2 separate regions of the Anas platyrhynchos genome follow, and region 1 is linked to region 2. Evidence: chromatin contacts called from public Hi-C data. All regions are on one chromosome and are shown on one strand. Each heading gives the region's core, a stretch centred on a gene start, on an enhancer-like site or on the middle of the called end of the contact. The rest is flanking DNA. Distances are from core to core; before and after follow the strand shown. Region 1 holds the start of TEX2 (testis expressed 2). Region 2 overlaps ERN1 (endoplasmic reticulum to nucleus signaling 1).

Evidence for each region. A called contact is a pair of places that touch in the nucleus more often than the background predicts.
Region 1: a contact with region 2 is called in a Hi-C map of liver, with 2.1 times the contacts expected there. The contact joins the promoter of TEX2 here to the enhancer-like site in region 2. A contact is called at or near these places in 2 of 8 Hi-C or Micro-C datasets (liver and subcutaneous adipose tissue).

What each region holds. Positions count from the first base shown.
Region 1 is chr19:6,623,149-6,627,211 of IASCAAS_PekinDuck_T2T, reverse strand. It overlaps TEX2 (testis expressed 2), which reads left to right and starts at 1,875. Exons shown (of 12, transcript XM_072025560.1): 1 at 1,875-2,560. It overlaps PECAM1 (platelet and endothelial cell adhesion molecule 1), which reads left to right. Exons shown (of 15, transcript XM_005012300.6): 15 at 199-1,727. The coding sequence ends at 218.
Region 2 is chr19:6,530,668-6,534,412 of IASCAAS_PekinDuck_T2T, reverse strand. It overlaps ERN1 (endoplasmic reticulum to nucleus signaling 1), which reads left to right. Exons shown (of 22, transcript XM_072025564.1): 8 at 1-191; 9 at 782-860; 10 at 1,888-2,050; 11 at 3,017-3,135; 12 at 3,510-3,701. Among named protein-coding and RNA genes, the nearest start is that of ERN1, 29 kb to the left of the region's middle. Within about 2 kb of position 2,127, at least 1 of the 8 cell types and tissues checked has an H3K27ac peak or open chromatin away from gene starts, as enhancers often do. A contact at or near this core is called in subcutaneous adipose tissue, where this site is marked.

The sequences.
Region 1 (4,063 bases), core at 626-3,125, 93 kb before region 2:
TATCTCCTTTTTTATCTGATGAAGATAATGCTAATATCTCCCCAGGGAACTGTGCGTATTTATTAGTTCATTGTACAGTGGTCTAAGGAAGATGTTATTTTATTTTAAGTTTTTGTATTGATCAAAAAGGAGAGGGGAGGGCAGGGGGCTATTTACATTCATTTTTTTTTTTTCTTTTTTTGGTCTTGTTGCCAACAGAGAATACAAGGGCATCCTGATGCTACCTAGAGTACTCATCTCAAACATCATCTGGGAGAAGAAAACAAGCCGAGATGGAAGATGTTGCAACTGTTTCAAAAGCTCTGCAGCACTTACTTATGAGTTTGCCAGGCTCTTCTTTCCAAAGTTTATTTCCTCAAGGGGAACAAAAGAGATATTCCTAAAGCATTTAATGGAAAAAAATGCAAAAAAAATTCTCATAGGAAAGTGGCTCAGGAAACCACTGACCTGGGTTCCCATCTTTAATTTCCCCTGCTAATGAAATTTTGTCTTTCTAGCCTCCCAATTCATCATGCTCTGAGGAAATAAAAGGGGAAACTATGGCTGAGAAAGTACATTTCTGCAGTGCAGTAACTACTGTGATGCTAATAGAATGTAGAAATATCTAAGCTTGCTTTAATCTAGCTAACTTGGTAATCAGTAACACTCTACCGTGGCAGAACAGAGCTCAGCACAGCCTGCCCAGCCATGTATGTACTTCGATGTGATCTTGCATCTTGCGCTGAACTCCCTGTGCTGCAGCAGCTGGACTGCTACCAGTCTTGGAGCCAGCTAATTTATAGCTCATTTGGATGCTACGCTGCAATTAGGGCCTAACAGAAGAGTGAGCTCTGGGCTCTCTAAAAACTTGAATAACTGTTCAGAGATTCAGTACTTTACCAAGTGCTTCTCTCAGTAGAGACACAAATATTCTTTATTCTTTGCTAAACTGCTTTTTCCTTCTAAAAGTTCTGATGTTGTTGGTTAGTTTGCTATGATGGTTCTTCAAGGAATGATTGCTAATCATGCTTATTTTGGATGATGCAAAATAAACATCTTGAGTGGGTGGATACTACACCGAGGTCGGTGAGTTTGTATCTGAAAAAACAGTTATGTATAATGCTTATTCCTGGGATTTTAGGAGAGATCTAAAGTTATACTTGTGCCCAGCTTGTCCACTACGGAACTCCATACCTATTCCTCTTCTCTATAGTATGATAAATGATTATCATGGATCCAGTTCTGGACCTGGATCTAATCTCTGAAGCCCACGTTTTTTTCAGTTGCATTAGTTTAACAGAAAAACAAAAAGTACCATCCTTTAACATCCTTTAAGAAGCTGGTCTCTGACACTGCAATTGCTCTCCTTTTCTTACTGCAGATTAAATTACTACAAGATCTGGGCCACAGGTAAGAAGGTTCTCATTTTAATTACAAAGAGAAGACATGGATGTGTATATACATATATAGTTACTGCTTAAAGCATTGCATCAAAGGCACAAAATCAGCAAGAAATACAAAAAGGTTTTATATCTTCATTCCAAACTTTTAAATTTTCAAGCTCAAGTTACTGGCTAGTATTTCTAATTTATTGTTCCCCATGCAAATGTTTTTTGTATCATAAGCCTTTCACAAATGACTGAATTCTGATGAAAGATGTTCATTCTAGCATCCCACAAGTGTCCATACAAGTCTGTTACTATAGGGAATGTGAAAAGGTGTTTTAATAAAAAAAACTCTGAACTGAACTTTGCACTGGATCTTGCATGTTCATATTAGTGACCACTTGCAAGTGAATATCTGTGAAGCTTCTTAGTGATGAATCGTACAGATACATTTCATAAATGATGTATGGAAGATGTTGTCTCTGTAACAACTGATTTCAGGCACCTAGATCTGTTGTCATGGACCAGTTTAGCAGCAGGTAAATACTTAATTAAGTTTAAGAGTGAGCACAGGAGTGCTTGCATTCACATCTCTTGCTAAATTACAAAGCTAAAAGTTCCTCCACAAACCTTTCCACAGCCCTTGTCAAGGCTCAGAAAAGCACTGGTTTCTGGGAAGTTTCACGGTGTCATCTGTGCAGGATGGAGTAGCCATCGGACAATTCATTGGTCTATTTCAGATCATCCCTTGGCTAATCCTAACTTAATCCTGAAGTGTTTTGGGTTTAGCTATAATAAAGGTTGTTTATTTGCTCTCCTGAAGCATACCTGATACATTCATTTATTAGAGTGCTGTGTACTGCTTTGAGCACTTTTGCTTTGTTTTACAGATACATCACAAATATTTAAAAATATGGGACACAGATCAACAGACATCTCCAGCGAAGACAAGGTCAATGAGCCCAGGAAGTAAACAACTACACAAGGAGTCCAAATGTCCTGTTATAAGCATGTCTTCTGGATGCCAAACAAGCCCCATTGTGTCACTGGAAACATTTGGGAAATGCCTTGAATCTGTTACTGAAACAGATTAAAACCCAGATTAGAGGTCAAACAATATGTTATTGAAAAACAACCAAAAAGCCAATTCAGATTTCTACTTGTCACCAAGATGCACTCAGCAAATATAAGATGAGGTGTGTTGCTAAATATTTATGTTTTGAGAAGACAAATAAAAGGATCTCCTAAAATCAGTTTGGGGTGGGGACAAGCTTGGATTTATAAGGTAGTATGTAGGCGTGGTGAGTTGAAGGTGACAGGCTTTTGCTTTCCTATTTGCACTGCTAGTCCTGTTGGCTCTCCTGTGCGCACATGGCAATGTGCAGACACCTGTCTGCCCCAATTAGATTAAGGCTGTGTTTGTGTGGTGACATTTATGCTGTTTTGCACCTGAAAGAGCCAATCCATGTGCACAATGACGTGTTTCATGTGAGACTGTAAGAAAAAGCACCTTGCAGAACAGCGCCTGCAGGTGTCATTCACATTAGTAATAACTTGAGACCGCTTGCTTGAGAGGAGAAAAAGACCTCAGACTCTCTTTCTTAAGAGAGGTTTTTATGATTCATGAAGACCCAGGAAAGAGCAAGAGCAACAGCTTTTCACTTTAAAAATTGCAGTACCACTTATGTGTTAATTCCTAAACTAGGAAAGAAATGATGGTGTTACCTTTCTAAGTTGAAACTTTTAGCAGTTTGTTAATGTTTTCTGATTATCAGGACCAAGGAAGAATGATAATTTTGAGATAAAGGTATCTGAAAGTCTCAACATTTGTATCTAAATCTAAAAGTCTGAGCTTGCATTTTGTAGATAAACTTGCATGAATTTTCCCTAGCATATCATTTTTTATGCTAGGGAATGCTTTACAGTAAGAATTCAAGCTAGCTGTTAAAAACTCATTTTGACAGGAGAACTAGGGAAAATTCTCAGGCCCCTTCGTGGCATTGCCTTTTCTGAGCAGTTCTGGCAGGGCCACGTCCTTCTTGACTTAAGCATGTTCAGAAAGTGACCTGCACATCCCACTCCCTCATTTGATTAACTTTATAACATTTTTACTGTTCTAGAGCAGAGGCTTTGGGACAGAAACGCTTTAAGCCAAAAGCCTCTTCCTGCTTGCCACCATTAGTTTTTTCCTTTCCAGCAAACTAGCAGCTACTTATTTTCTTGTCTAATGTAAGTGCGTTTGTGTGTGACCTTTGGTGGAAAAAGCAGCGACGATGTGCTGGCTGCTTCATGCTAGAAACCACCGGGGAAGGGCACGAAATGCTCTGCCAAGCCTCCTTTCAGTGCCACGGGTGCCCGGGCCGGGACCTTGCAGCCCGATGCGGTGCTGCCCCCCGGTGGCAGAGAAGTCGCAGGGCTGCAGGCGGGGGCCACGTCCCTGCTCCCCGCGGGGGTGCTCCTGGGCACCTGTTGGAGCCGCAGAGCTGAGCCGTGGGACTTTCCTTCCTGCAGTGGTGGGAGCTCCTCGTCTGATCTCGGCCACTCTTTAGGAGAGTTTTCAAAAGCCTGCCAACCACCACTTCTTTCTCTCTTACACAGGTCAATTAATTGTTTGTAAAATGCAGGGCACTCATTCTGTGCGGAGTAAACATCCTGTTCATCGGTGGGTGATTAAACCCCGAAGTTTATTTACTTTTCAG
Region 2 (3,745 bases), core at 878-3,377:
TGGATTCAGAATTACGCTTCTCCTGTGGTAGCTTTTTACATCTGGCAACGTGAAGGATTACGGAAAGTTATGCACACAAATGTGGGGATAGAAACTCTGCGATACTTGACATTCATGTCTGGGGAGGTTGGACACATTACCAAGTGGAAATATCCTTTCCCAAAGGAAACAGAGACCAAGAGCAAACTAACGTGAGCATGAATATTCCTGTTGTTTTTGCTATTTGTCAGGGTTTTGTCAGCAGTCTAGCTCTCTAGCAGTCATTGTATATCATATTTCATCTTTCACTATCTAAAGGCAGAGAAAAAAAAACTATGAAAAATTTAGCAAATGTTTATTAGGTTTTTTATCAGACATTCTGTGTTTACCTAATAAAAGAATATTTTAATAATGTAGATTATAATATAATTTTAATAATGAATTATAAGTGTATTTTTTATAATGCTTCTTTTTTAAAATGTAGTTTATAATGTAATTTTTCATTTAGGTGCAAAACATTTTGGCAAATGTCAGCTGTTGAATAATAAAGAATAGGACATGAGTTATATGAGTAATGACAACTAATAATGCTTTCATAATTAAAACAAATGGCTTGATCATACAGCAGCATTTAAGTTTATGAATTCAGTGTTTTTAAGAACTAGATGTTGATGATTTTAGAAATTCATGCATTAGTTTTGTAGGATTGTGTTGCCAGGGTTTTAACCTTGGCAACCTAGCTAAGATGGTAAAACTGTCATCTATTTCTTTCTAACATGTATTGTTTTTGTTTTTTTTCCAGACCAACTCTATATGTAGGGAAGTACTCCACAAGTTTGTATGCATCACCATCAATGGTGCATGAAGGAGTAGCGGTCATGGTAAGTTGGGAGCTACAAGAGTTGAATGACATCTGCTGAAAAGTGTCTTTACAGAATTTGTATTGTTTTGAGTTACAAAGGAGTTGAAATGAACTCTGTTTTGAGTGAGAGCAGACAGTAGAACATATGTTCATCAAAATGTACAGAATTATTGTAAAGTCCCATCAACACACAAATAGTGAGCTTATTTCTATGAGAAGTATCTTCAGTGTATCTAAAAAAGGGATATTTTGATTGCATCTGGAATTCTGAGACTTCTGTTGTGAAAGCATGATATACTTTCCTAAGTAAAATGATTTTATAACCCTATCATTCTGTCTTGTAACAGAAGACAAACTGTTATGCAGTATAAGGTGGACCTGTACCGATTAAATTTGTTCCAATATCTGAAAAAGGATGATCCTTATTAAAATAGAAAATAAAACACTGAAGACTGTAGGTCTACAGCAATTAGTTTTTAAATTGCAGATTGCTATAAATAAATGGCAAATTGAGTACTTCATGAAACAACAGTAAGCATTTAGAATGCATGACTGTATTTCCAAAGTCATTTCAAATGTTGCAAAGACGTGACTGTAGATCATCGGGAATTGTGCCAGATGAGCTTAGCAGGAGTGGACCAGAGGTAGCTGTGCAGTACTGTTGATGTATTGTGGTTACTGTTAAAATGGCTTTTTTAAAATTGTATTTATTTTTATAATCAAAATAACTCCCTTTTGATAGGAAACTGCACCATAGTTATTTTTTTCAGTGACTATCCAGGTAGCAAACAAAGCTCCTGTTTCACTTTTCTAAAAAGAGAGAGTAATCTCATCGCCTAGGCAACATGTAAGTTAGGTCTAATGTCCAAGGCTGTTGAAGCATTTACTGAGGGTGTAATAGCAGTATTTACTTATGGTGACTTTGCTGCTGGGAGTTTTTGCTTGCCCACTAATTTTGACCCTCCATTTTTTTCTACTTACTTGCCTACTTAAATATTACAGAGAAACAGTGTGTTATTAATTATAGCAATGGTCTCTCTTTCTAGCCCCGTGGCAGTGCTATACCCTTACTAGAGGGTCCAAAAACAGAAGGAGTCACAATCGAAGACACTGGCGAGTGTGTTATCACCCCCAGTACGGATTTGAAGTTTTCAGGCAGACTGAAAGAAAAGACCAAACTCAACTACTGGAACGACTGGCTTTTAATAGGTATATTATGAGGTCCCTCTCTTAGCCCTTGTCTGCTTGTCAGGCAGGTTCACATTGCCATCTCGTGGACACTTTTAATCCAGGCCTAAGAGCTGTTTTTCTACTTCTGTAAATCAAAGTCACAATGACTGCCTAAACTGAGGCAATTACTACATTCTAGTAATCATTGTCAATTCGTCCCCTTTGGAATATGCATTAAGCAGATATCTGCTTACTAATTTTTCCAAGGCCTCTGCTTTACTCAGTTTATAGGATGAGGAGTGTTCAGCTCAGTGTGTGGGAAGTTGTTTATTTATTTGCCTCCTCATCCAGAGAGGGGTATAGATAATTTACGGTGAACATTGTTGCACATACTATATTCTGGTTCTTTGGGATTTTATTGCGCATATTACTTTAATTCTCATTATAAAGATTGGATGTTCATGTCTTCCTCATTTCACAAATGAGGGATTAAGGCACTCCAATTGGAAAAGCTGGGAGCACAGTTGCTTCTCCTTCTTCTCACTTACTTGGTTAGCATGAGCCAAAGGAGCATGAAGAGCAATTGTAGCTAAGTGCTGGATTGATTCTTCCTTCCTTCTTATGCAATATGATTCATGCCCCTCAGAACTATTTCAGATCTCAAACACGATCTTTGCTTCAAGGCCACATCACAAAGTAAAACTAACTTGACAGAGAGACAGCTAGGAGGCATTGTAATGTGTTCCTGGCATGGTCACAGAGAGCTCAGGAACCAAACCCACCGTCAATGCCCTAACAGGGAGTTCTTCACAACTGTGTTCACTATACCTGTGACTGCAGGGGCAGAACAGCGGGAAAAATGTTTTAATGCAAGCTCTTGGACTGTGATCTCAAGTCTTTTGAAAATCAACTTTGTGTATGCTCTTAAGCAAAGATGCTGAAATCAAGGCCCTCTTCCTTGAAGAGGGACAATTTCTTATTTCAACAAATGTGTTTTATTTTAAGGGCACCACGAAACACCATTATCTGCCCCTACAAAGATCCTGGAGAAATTCCCAAGCAATTTACCCAAGAGGCCTGAAAATGTGATTCCAGCTGACTCTGATAAAGCCACTATTGAAGAGGTTTGTGATGAGAATAATCATTTTACTGGATGATTAAATAATATAGAAGAATAGAGGTTGTGGAGAGACTCAGAAGAAAAGCTATATGAAATTACTTCACATTGCTTGTGGCAGATTTTCATGTACCTTGCATGTAGAATCAGTGATATCATGAGGTGTCATTCTTATTTCAGAATTAGGGCTTTCAGATGTTTTATTTCCACATGCAAAACTCTTTTTGGTAGGGCTATAAATTATTATTTTAAATGTATAATAATTATTATATAATTATAAATTTATGATTTATTAGAAGTGATCTAGCAGAAAGCCTAGCATATAAATCATCTACTGCTTATGGAGGTCTTTGAGCTAACAGAGCTTTCTCTTCCTCATAGGTTATTGATATAGTGGAAGGTTCCACAACAGAAGTGCCTCCTGCTGTTCCAAAGGACATTGAGGAGAAACTTGCTCGGCCTATTGCTCGGCCAGAGGCTCCTGTGGACTCTATATTGAAAGACATGGCCACCATCATTCTCAGCACTTTCCTGCTCATCGGCTGGGTGGCTTTTATCATCACCTATCCGATGGTAATGCTGACTTAGTTTGGGGGGCTTTTCAGTTTTGGCAGTCA